2 separate regions of the Oryctolagus cuniculus genome follow, and region 1 is linked to region 2. A link is a contact called in public Hi-C data. All regions are on one chromosome and are shown on one strand. Each heading gives the region's core, a stretch centred on a gene start, on an enhancer-like site or on the middle of the called end of the contact. The rest is flanking DNA. Distances are from core to core; before and after follow the strand shown.

Region 1 (3,941 bases), core at 79-2,578, 1.6 Mb after region 2:
GGACGGAGCAGAGCAGGGCGGTGAGGGAACAGGGGCAGAGGAGGCGGGGCCTCAGACACCCAGGTAAACTGCAGTGGGGCACTCAGCCTGCCCCAGAAGAAAAGGAGCCTCAACACCAGTCGTTCCCTGGGCCCTGTGAACCAAAGTACAGTGTTGCCCAGACCTAAGTGAGGCGACAAAACAGATGGGAGGGTCCCTGGTGACCTTACATGGCAAAGGGAGCATGCAAATCCCCGTGGCGATCGCATCTCAGCCACAGGGGCCAGTCTCCAGCTCACATTCAGAAGACCACAGCTCTGCTCTCTCACCGGGGCGTCCCAGACTTGCGCTACCGATGTGAACAACTGTATCTAAGTACAAACCTCCACGGGTCTGGCCGACATTAACACACACAGACACGGATTGACGGATCCTCGGAGTGGTCCAGTGTGCAGCAGGGTCTGGGGACCACGGAACTAGGCTCAGAATTTCCTACCAGGCAAGGTTGGTAGCTTCAGCCCCTCCTGCTACCCTCAGGGCATTAGGCTATTAACATACTTTTGTCAAGTGAAAGTAATAAACACCGGCTCCTCTTTGACCTTGTACCTTTGTGCTTTGTGTTTCTCTGAACCCAATTTCTTTCTCTGTACTTTGAGAGTCAAATACTTTTACTTCCTAATTCTGTGACCTAGGGCAAGCTACTTAACTCTCTCTCTCTCTCTCTCTCTCTCTCTCTCTGTCTCTCTGGTTTAGTTTCTTCCTTTGTAAAGTGGGCTTTATCATAAAGCTGTTGAGAAGATCAAGTGAGATAATGCAAGCAAATCCCTTAGCTCAGTGCCTGCCAAATAGTCAGCACTCCAAAAATGTCAGCCGTTATTATTATCCATTTATTCATGAGTTAATTCCCTGCCAACATAAAGGATTTTTTAAAAAGTCTTTTGACAAAGAAAGTATCAAGAACTTTATCACAGTAGCCTGAAAAAGGGAAGTCCAGACACAAGAGGAAGAAACAATCTTTTTTGAAAGGTTAGGAGAAAGTTGAAGATGGGGCATCAGGACAAAGTGTTCCTTTTAAATCTAAAGGCAACTCAATGCCTAATCTTTTAGCCTATACCCTTGGTGAAAAATATAAGAGTTAGAAAATCAATAGGCAATCCACCAGCTCTTTAGAGAGACAAAAACATATTCCAAGGCAGGGACCACTGTAATAGTAGAGACGGAAGTGACAGTCCTTCTCTCCACCCCCACCCCACCCCCCCACCCCCGGGCCTCCAGCCAGGCCCTTGGAGCTTAGACAAGCTGAGCCCCATGCCTGCTGCCCAGTGCCAGTGTCCTTGGAAGCTGCCCCAGGAGAACAGCCACTTACAGCTGGCCCATGAGAGAGACCTCACAGTCTCCATGCAGCCAGAAAGTCTTCCTGACACAGCAGAGCAACTCCTCAGAACAGGAGTCCCTGGTGTCTGACTGCCCCTACTCACCTCTCACGCAAGCTCTGGAGCTCCTAGGCAGGTTGTCCAGTTATAAAGAACTCAGTTATTGCTCCCGAAATGAGGGATGGGCACAGCAGGAGAAGCATCGAGGTGGGCCTGCGGGGCCAGAAGAAATCACACAGTGAACAAGATGCCTGCTTATAATTGAGTTAAACGTATTATCTTCAAGCGGTTGAAGTCTGAAAGGCAAATTAACCTAAGAAGCCCTCCATAACCATTATGGTGGGGTAAAACGCAGATCACTCTAGGTAGGAAGGGTTTCATCAAAGGCCAGGAAAGCTAGATGATTGGCTATTATGTGTAAATTGGAATCTGTTTTCACAATAATCAACTTGTTAATTTTCAATGAAATTATTTCAAAGAAATTTTAGCATTTCCTGAACTCTCTTTATTTGCCTCTATCCTTTTCTTTCACCAGATGGACATAATGTCAATGTTTAAAAGGAAGTATTTATGCCTTTCTTTCAGCAGTTAATTACTACCTGTCACGCAATTGAAGATTTCAGGCAAGCCTAAGCAGACAGAAATGTGCAGCCTTTCAAGGCAGAAATTCACTCATTCAACAAATGCATACTGAGTGTCTGATGTGTGTGCGGCCTGGTGGTTGCTTCATTGGAAGCTGGTCTATAAACACATTCAGGCAGAAGGGAGACCATTACCCCTCCATAGCAAACTTGCACAAACAAGCACTAAGATGTTAGTTGCCGAGTTGTGTTCTCCACGACCCATAGGCAGATGGTGTAACACATGTGCCTCAGAATGTGACTTTATTTGGAGATGGGGCCTTTAAAGATGAGATCAAGTTAAAATGAGGCCTTTCCATGGGTCCTAATCCAATCTGTCTGATATCCTGATAAGAGGAAGAACTTCGGACCAAGAGTGTGTATCACAGAGGAAAGACCAGTGAAGACACATCTAGGAGCTGGCCCACCATCTGCAAGCCAATGAGAGAGGCCTTGGGAGAAACCAGCCCTGCTGACACCTTGCTCTCAGACACTCAGCCTCCAGAACTGCAAGAAAATCTGATGTGTAGGTTACCCAATCTGTGGTTTTGTTAGGGCAACCTTAGCAAACTAATACACTCAAATACAAGCCAAATGTTTACAGGGCAAAAATGTCTTAGCTCTTCCTCAGCTTGAAGCAAAGTCCTCATTGCTTCAGCTATGTTTTATATCCTCTTTTTCTCAGAAGTCTTCAGCCACAAATTATCCCCTCAACCTTCTGGACAAAGATTCACTACCCATTGCCTTCAACAAATAAATTTAATGTTACATGTGCGTTCACGTGTGTGTGTGTGTGTGTGTAGTAACTATCCCATATCCAAAAACTATTTTAGTGAGTTACAGAGACAAAACACTTTAAAAAGTATGTGACAGCATGTTACATTATCTTAATTCCCTTTAGAGTGAGAACAATAAAGTAAAACTTGATTATATCATGGAATATAGTTTGTACAAAATAGCTCTAGTTCTACATTGAAAGATTAGTTCTGCCTGGATCCAGCATACATGTCATATTTCTGGAAAGTCATTTGACATGAATCAGTCTAAAAAATAAAACAAGCAGGTGCATAATATATTACCCAGAATAAAATAAACATGGCTTCATTTTTAAGTGCCAGAGTTTATTTCGTCCATTAAATCTCCATCAGCTGCTAAATGTTTGGTGCCCTCTTGTGTCCACTTGGGGATAAGTTTGCTCACAGAATTTGTGAAGAATTCACTCCACACTCTCATTCAATCCCTGAAAATTGCAAGAGAACACTCAAGAGAAACAAAATTCCCCTTTTCTCTGCACGAATCATACCAGTTATAAAAAATACAACTTGGTTGAAATATATATATTGTTAAAATCCACATTTTCAAATAAATACTTCTAGACCCAGTTGACTCCCTTAATATTTGAGCTGTCTTTCCTATAGATTGCTTATCTCCCAAATCTTTAGTTCTAAAATATATCTCTTCCCAGGAATCCTTTAGAACTGTTCATTTTTTACTCAGATTTCTACAGGACAACATTGTATAAAATATTTTTTTACCAGTCAAACCATGATTATATGAGTACAGTTTTACTTAAAATACTAGTTGTTAATGCCACCATTCCTATTTCCATGAAGAAGAGGAATGATTATAAGCCAACTGCCGAAACATGACCTCATGCAAACTAGTTTAGTATGTTGGCAATTACAGTACAAAAGGTCACATTGCACATTAAAGTTAATTTCCCCAATTCAGATCTAATAAGGCATCCACCTTGGTTACTTCCTTGTTTGGTGTAGATATCATAAAATCTGAATTGGCATCTATATCACAAACCATCTGAGCCTAGCCCTATTTCTCATTACTAAAATTTAGTTCAAATAGCATACATCAAAATCTAACCACCTGATTTATATTTGCGTTGTACTCAGATGTAAAACCATATTCATCTGGGGTGTGGCCTTTATTTCTCCTAAACACACCATTAAACTTC
Region 2 (4,023 bases), core at 321-2,820:
ATTCTTTATTGCACAGGATCCCAAAGCACTTTGAGGATTTAAACTGATAAGCCAACCTCAAAGGGACTGATTCTTGCAACTAAAACACAGACACCTCTGGGGTGAAATGTGGCAACAGTTTGACAGGCATAGCAGTAGCTTAGGCCAGAAAGGATTTATCCAATTAAAATTATGGGATGAATTTTGGCTGGCAGAATGTAATTACCAGCCTTGGAACGGATCCAGGATCCTGAGGTTAACACCCCTCCTCTTGCCAACAACCCTCCTACCTGCCAACACTCGGAGATGGAGAAGGCTGGATCTGACATAATCGCACATAATACTGTTGTGACATCTAAGTACAATGATGATGATGTGAGAAGCATCATGAACCTGATTTTTTTTAACACTCATTATGTTACTTATTTTTATGCCACATTAGGCTAGAAACCAAATGTCCACATAAATGTTAATTTCCTCAAAGCTGTGTTTAAAAATTATAATTAGAAAATTAAAAAAAAAGATTTAAAAATTAATTTATTCTGTCAAAGTAGTTATTTAGTGATTATTTCACTTTTGGATCAGAATGGATGACATTTAATCCTTGCTACATTAAAAAAAAAAAGAAGAAAAACAAAAACAAAAACGCCAAGAAAAACAGGCATTGCTTTTTGGAAGAGAAACGCACTCTGAAGGTTGACCGGCCTAGAAAGAAAGGAAGTGCGTGGGCCTGGCTCACACCCTCATAAGTGCTCTCAGCCGCTCTGCCCGAACCCTGCTTTTGTCCTGGGGTAGGTCCACATCCTAGTCTCAGCACCGGCGAGCTGCGTTTCAGCAGGGAATTTACTGGAAAGGGGTGTGCGCGCGCGTCCCTCCCAGCGGCACCGGCGAAGAGCCCCCTGCTGGTTGGTGTACGATCAATGGGTAGAAGCCCTATCATTAGATCCTGGTGCTTTTTTTAAAAGCCAGTCATTTACGATAGAATTGCCCCGAGTTCCAGGCTCGAGAAGAACATGCAAAAGGCGACTGTGCCAACCAGGCAGCGCCCGGGGCGCCGGGTCAGGAGCCCAGGCCGCGGGGCTGGACGCGCCCCAGCGCGCCCGGGAGGCGGAGTCGGCCGTGGGCTGCGTGCGGGGGCTGCGCGCCGCTGCCGCGCGGCGACTCCGGCTCGGCGGCCTCGCGCTCCGTCCCGCTTCCCCTCGGCGCGCGCGCGGGTCGGTGTCTTTTCCAAAGTGCGGGCCAGCAGGCGCTGCCTTTGGCTCGAAAGCCCGACGGGGGACAGCGCTGCCGGCGGCCGCTCCTCGCTCGCAGGCCGCGGAGCCCGTACCTCTGGCGCTCGCCCCGCACGCCCGCCACCCGCCGCCGCTCGCCCCCGCGGGCCTCGGGGGTTAGCCGTGGGTCCACGTGGCCCTGGGATACTTCGCACCACGAGGGAGACGCGAGTGGCCGAGGGTTCGGGCGGCGGACGCTGGTGGCGAGCACGCATCCCCGCCTCCCGCGAGCCTGTGCTCCCGGGGTGCGTGCGCCCGAGGCAGGGAAGCAGGTGATGTGGCCCAGCCGTGGCGAGCCGCCTTGCTGCGCACTGGCCCTGCGCGTTCCTCCTGGGCTGTGATTTGCTAGAGAGCACCGGAAGTCTTCAGAAGGTGGTAGCAGGGATAGGCGGACTGGGGCTCCCTGTCCGAAACCAGTGTTACGGGGCTGGGGCTTGCGTTTGGTCACTTTCTCAGATGGTACTCCCGTGCATTTCAGCATTTGCTGTGAAGGTAGATTTTCCTAACACCATCTTTGCGTGATTTAGCTGTCCACAGGGAATCAGAATGTGGAACGAGAGGATGAAACTAATCCTTTCTTTTGCACTGTTAGGGGTTGCCATAAACACCATTTGTTAAAAAGCATAATTATGTTGGGAAAGTGCCTGATGAGACAATTAAGCTACATAAACACACTGAAAACAAATGAAAACCAGAAGACGCCCACACCCCTTGTGTAAAGCAATTTTTTGTTTACATAGAAACGAGAGCGGTCTGAGCTGCTTTATTACAACAGCGTTATTAATGTCTAGAAGAACCTAATGGTTGCGTTGATATGGCTTCTCAATGATGACATGATGGCCACAATGTGCAAACTTGCCTGAATGTGCAAACCGAAACCGGCCAGGAGGCCCTGCACTCGCTGTAGGTTCAAATGATTGGGCCGGCAGAGAGGCCCAGGGAACAGAAGCCAGTGGCTCAGTTCACCAACAGCATCATTATTTGCACCAGAGCTCTCTCTGCTTAAAGTCTTTAAGTCTAAAGACTGTCTCCTATTTGGACACCTTTCCCTGCAGTATCCCCCACATGGAGAACGTTTGCCAACACAGAATTATCCCTCCTCAAATGTTTGCTGAGTGAACCCATGAAGGCCACACTCAGTTTTAGTTATGCGATTTTAAAGAGTCCAAAATTATGATGACCCGATCTTAGAAAGGAATCATTGTCGTAGTATTTTGAGGTGTTTCCGTTCCTTAGGTCGCGCTGTCCTTGGAGGTATAGACAGATGGATGAGTCGACAAATGCTGTTTGAGAGTTCGAAAAGGAGGCAAAAACAACCTCCAAAACGTGTTCAATGAATTCATTTTGAACAAAAGAATCAGTCATGTTTTGGGCCATACTGAGAACCATACCATAGTGTGTGCCATCTTTCAGTTCGAGGCACAGAGGCCTGTGCAAAGATGTTACACTGATATAGAAGGTTAAAGTACAGAGGGGGAACTTAGCCAAACCATAGTCATTTAAACACCCACATGGGGCTCTTTTATTTGTGCCTGTGATTTCCTTGGCATGGCCTGGCCTCTGGAGATAATAAGATATTTTCCCTAAGAATATTTTTAATATTAAGTAATCATCGTCATCCCCCTTGTTTTCCTTTCCTCATTAAGTGTGGTTTAAAGTTTAACACCTGGAAACGGGGAGAAACTGAGGAAGAACATGCTTAAAATGGAACAGCGTACTTGAATGAAGATGGTTCACTTAGGTGATTGGGTACAGGCGGTAACTTGCCAGGGATTTTCCAGTGCTTACTATGTTCACATGTTCACGTGTGCGTGGCCACATACACTTGGTTTCCAGATTGAGTCTGTCTGAGGATTTTATTCTGTAGGTGTTTCCTGTGATTGAAATAGCGATCTCTTCATATGGCTGCCTGGGTTCCAAAGTTATGATGCTTATGGCTAATGAACATGAAAGCATGAATGAAATACAGAGACAATTAATGATTTTTTTTCTCTTGCATTCTAGAAAAGTCATGTCATTCTATAGACTGGGACTCTGGCTGCATGTTTACTAAATGTTTCAGAAGCCGGAAGAAGACATTGGTGAGAACAGAGCAAAAACAGCTCCTCTTGGAAGCGGTGGTAGGAACAACTGACAACCAAAGTGGAGGCTGCAGAGTGTGGCTGAGACAGTGCTTCTGGAACTCTGCAAGGCCAGGTCTGTGGAACACTTTCCTTCTTCCAGATTCTCCCTTGCTCTTGGGCTGCCGTAGCTGCTGTGCACAATTCCAGGATACCGCCATGGATCCGTTACTCAGATGTGCACATTTGCTCTTTCCGAAATGCCTGCATGCACTCAGCAGCGCAGATCTTCACATGGGCATGTGAGTCGCCCAGAGCACATTGCTCAAGATACTGACAGGCTCCTGAGGAGGCTACACTTACGTAGTTTAAAATTTCCCTCATGGGCCATTTATTTGATCATTAATAGAATGAGCATAATCGTACATTATGCTGCTTATTCAGCAGGTTACATGAAAAATAGACTTGCCAAACACCAACCACTTTTCAAAGCACTCCTGCCAGCAAAACCCATGCCATCATTAAAGTATTGTTATTTCTACTCTATTTTCTCTGTGTAGGCTCTTAAGCAGTTGCGTTTAAGTGATGTGTGTAAGATCACTCGGCAATTCAGTAAGAGAACACTGGAACTCAAGCCTCCTTACTGCTTGGCAGGATCCCTATGAGAGATCCCACTGCTCTTGTTTTCACCCTGCTTAGAATGTCCATGTGAT

What was found. A called contact is a pair of places that touch in the nucleus more often than the background predicts.
Region 1: a contact with region 2 is called in a Hi-C map of an unstated tissue, with 4 times the contacts expected there. The contact joins two enhancer-like sites. A contact is called at or near these places in 4 of 6 Hi-C or Micro-C datasets (ear pinna, embryonic fibroblasts, skin fibroblasts and 1 more).

The regions. Positions count from the first base shown.
Region 1 is chr3:41,917,858-41,921,798 of mOryCun1.1, forward strand. No RefSeq gene overlaps it. Among named protein-coding and RNA genes, the nearest start is that of PLCL1, 560 kb to the right of the region's middle. Within about 2 kb of position 1,329, at least 1 of the 8 cell types and tissues checked has an H3K27ac peak or open chromatin away from gene starts, as enhancers often do.
Region 2 is chr3:40,286,376-40,290,398 of mOryCun1.1, forward strand. No RefSeq gene overlaps it. Among named protein-coding and RNA genes, the nearest start is that of C3H2orf69, 64 kb to the left of the region's middle. Within about 2 kb of position 1,571, at least 3 of the 8 cell types and tissues checked have an H3K27ac peak or open chromatin away from gene starts, as enhancers often do.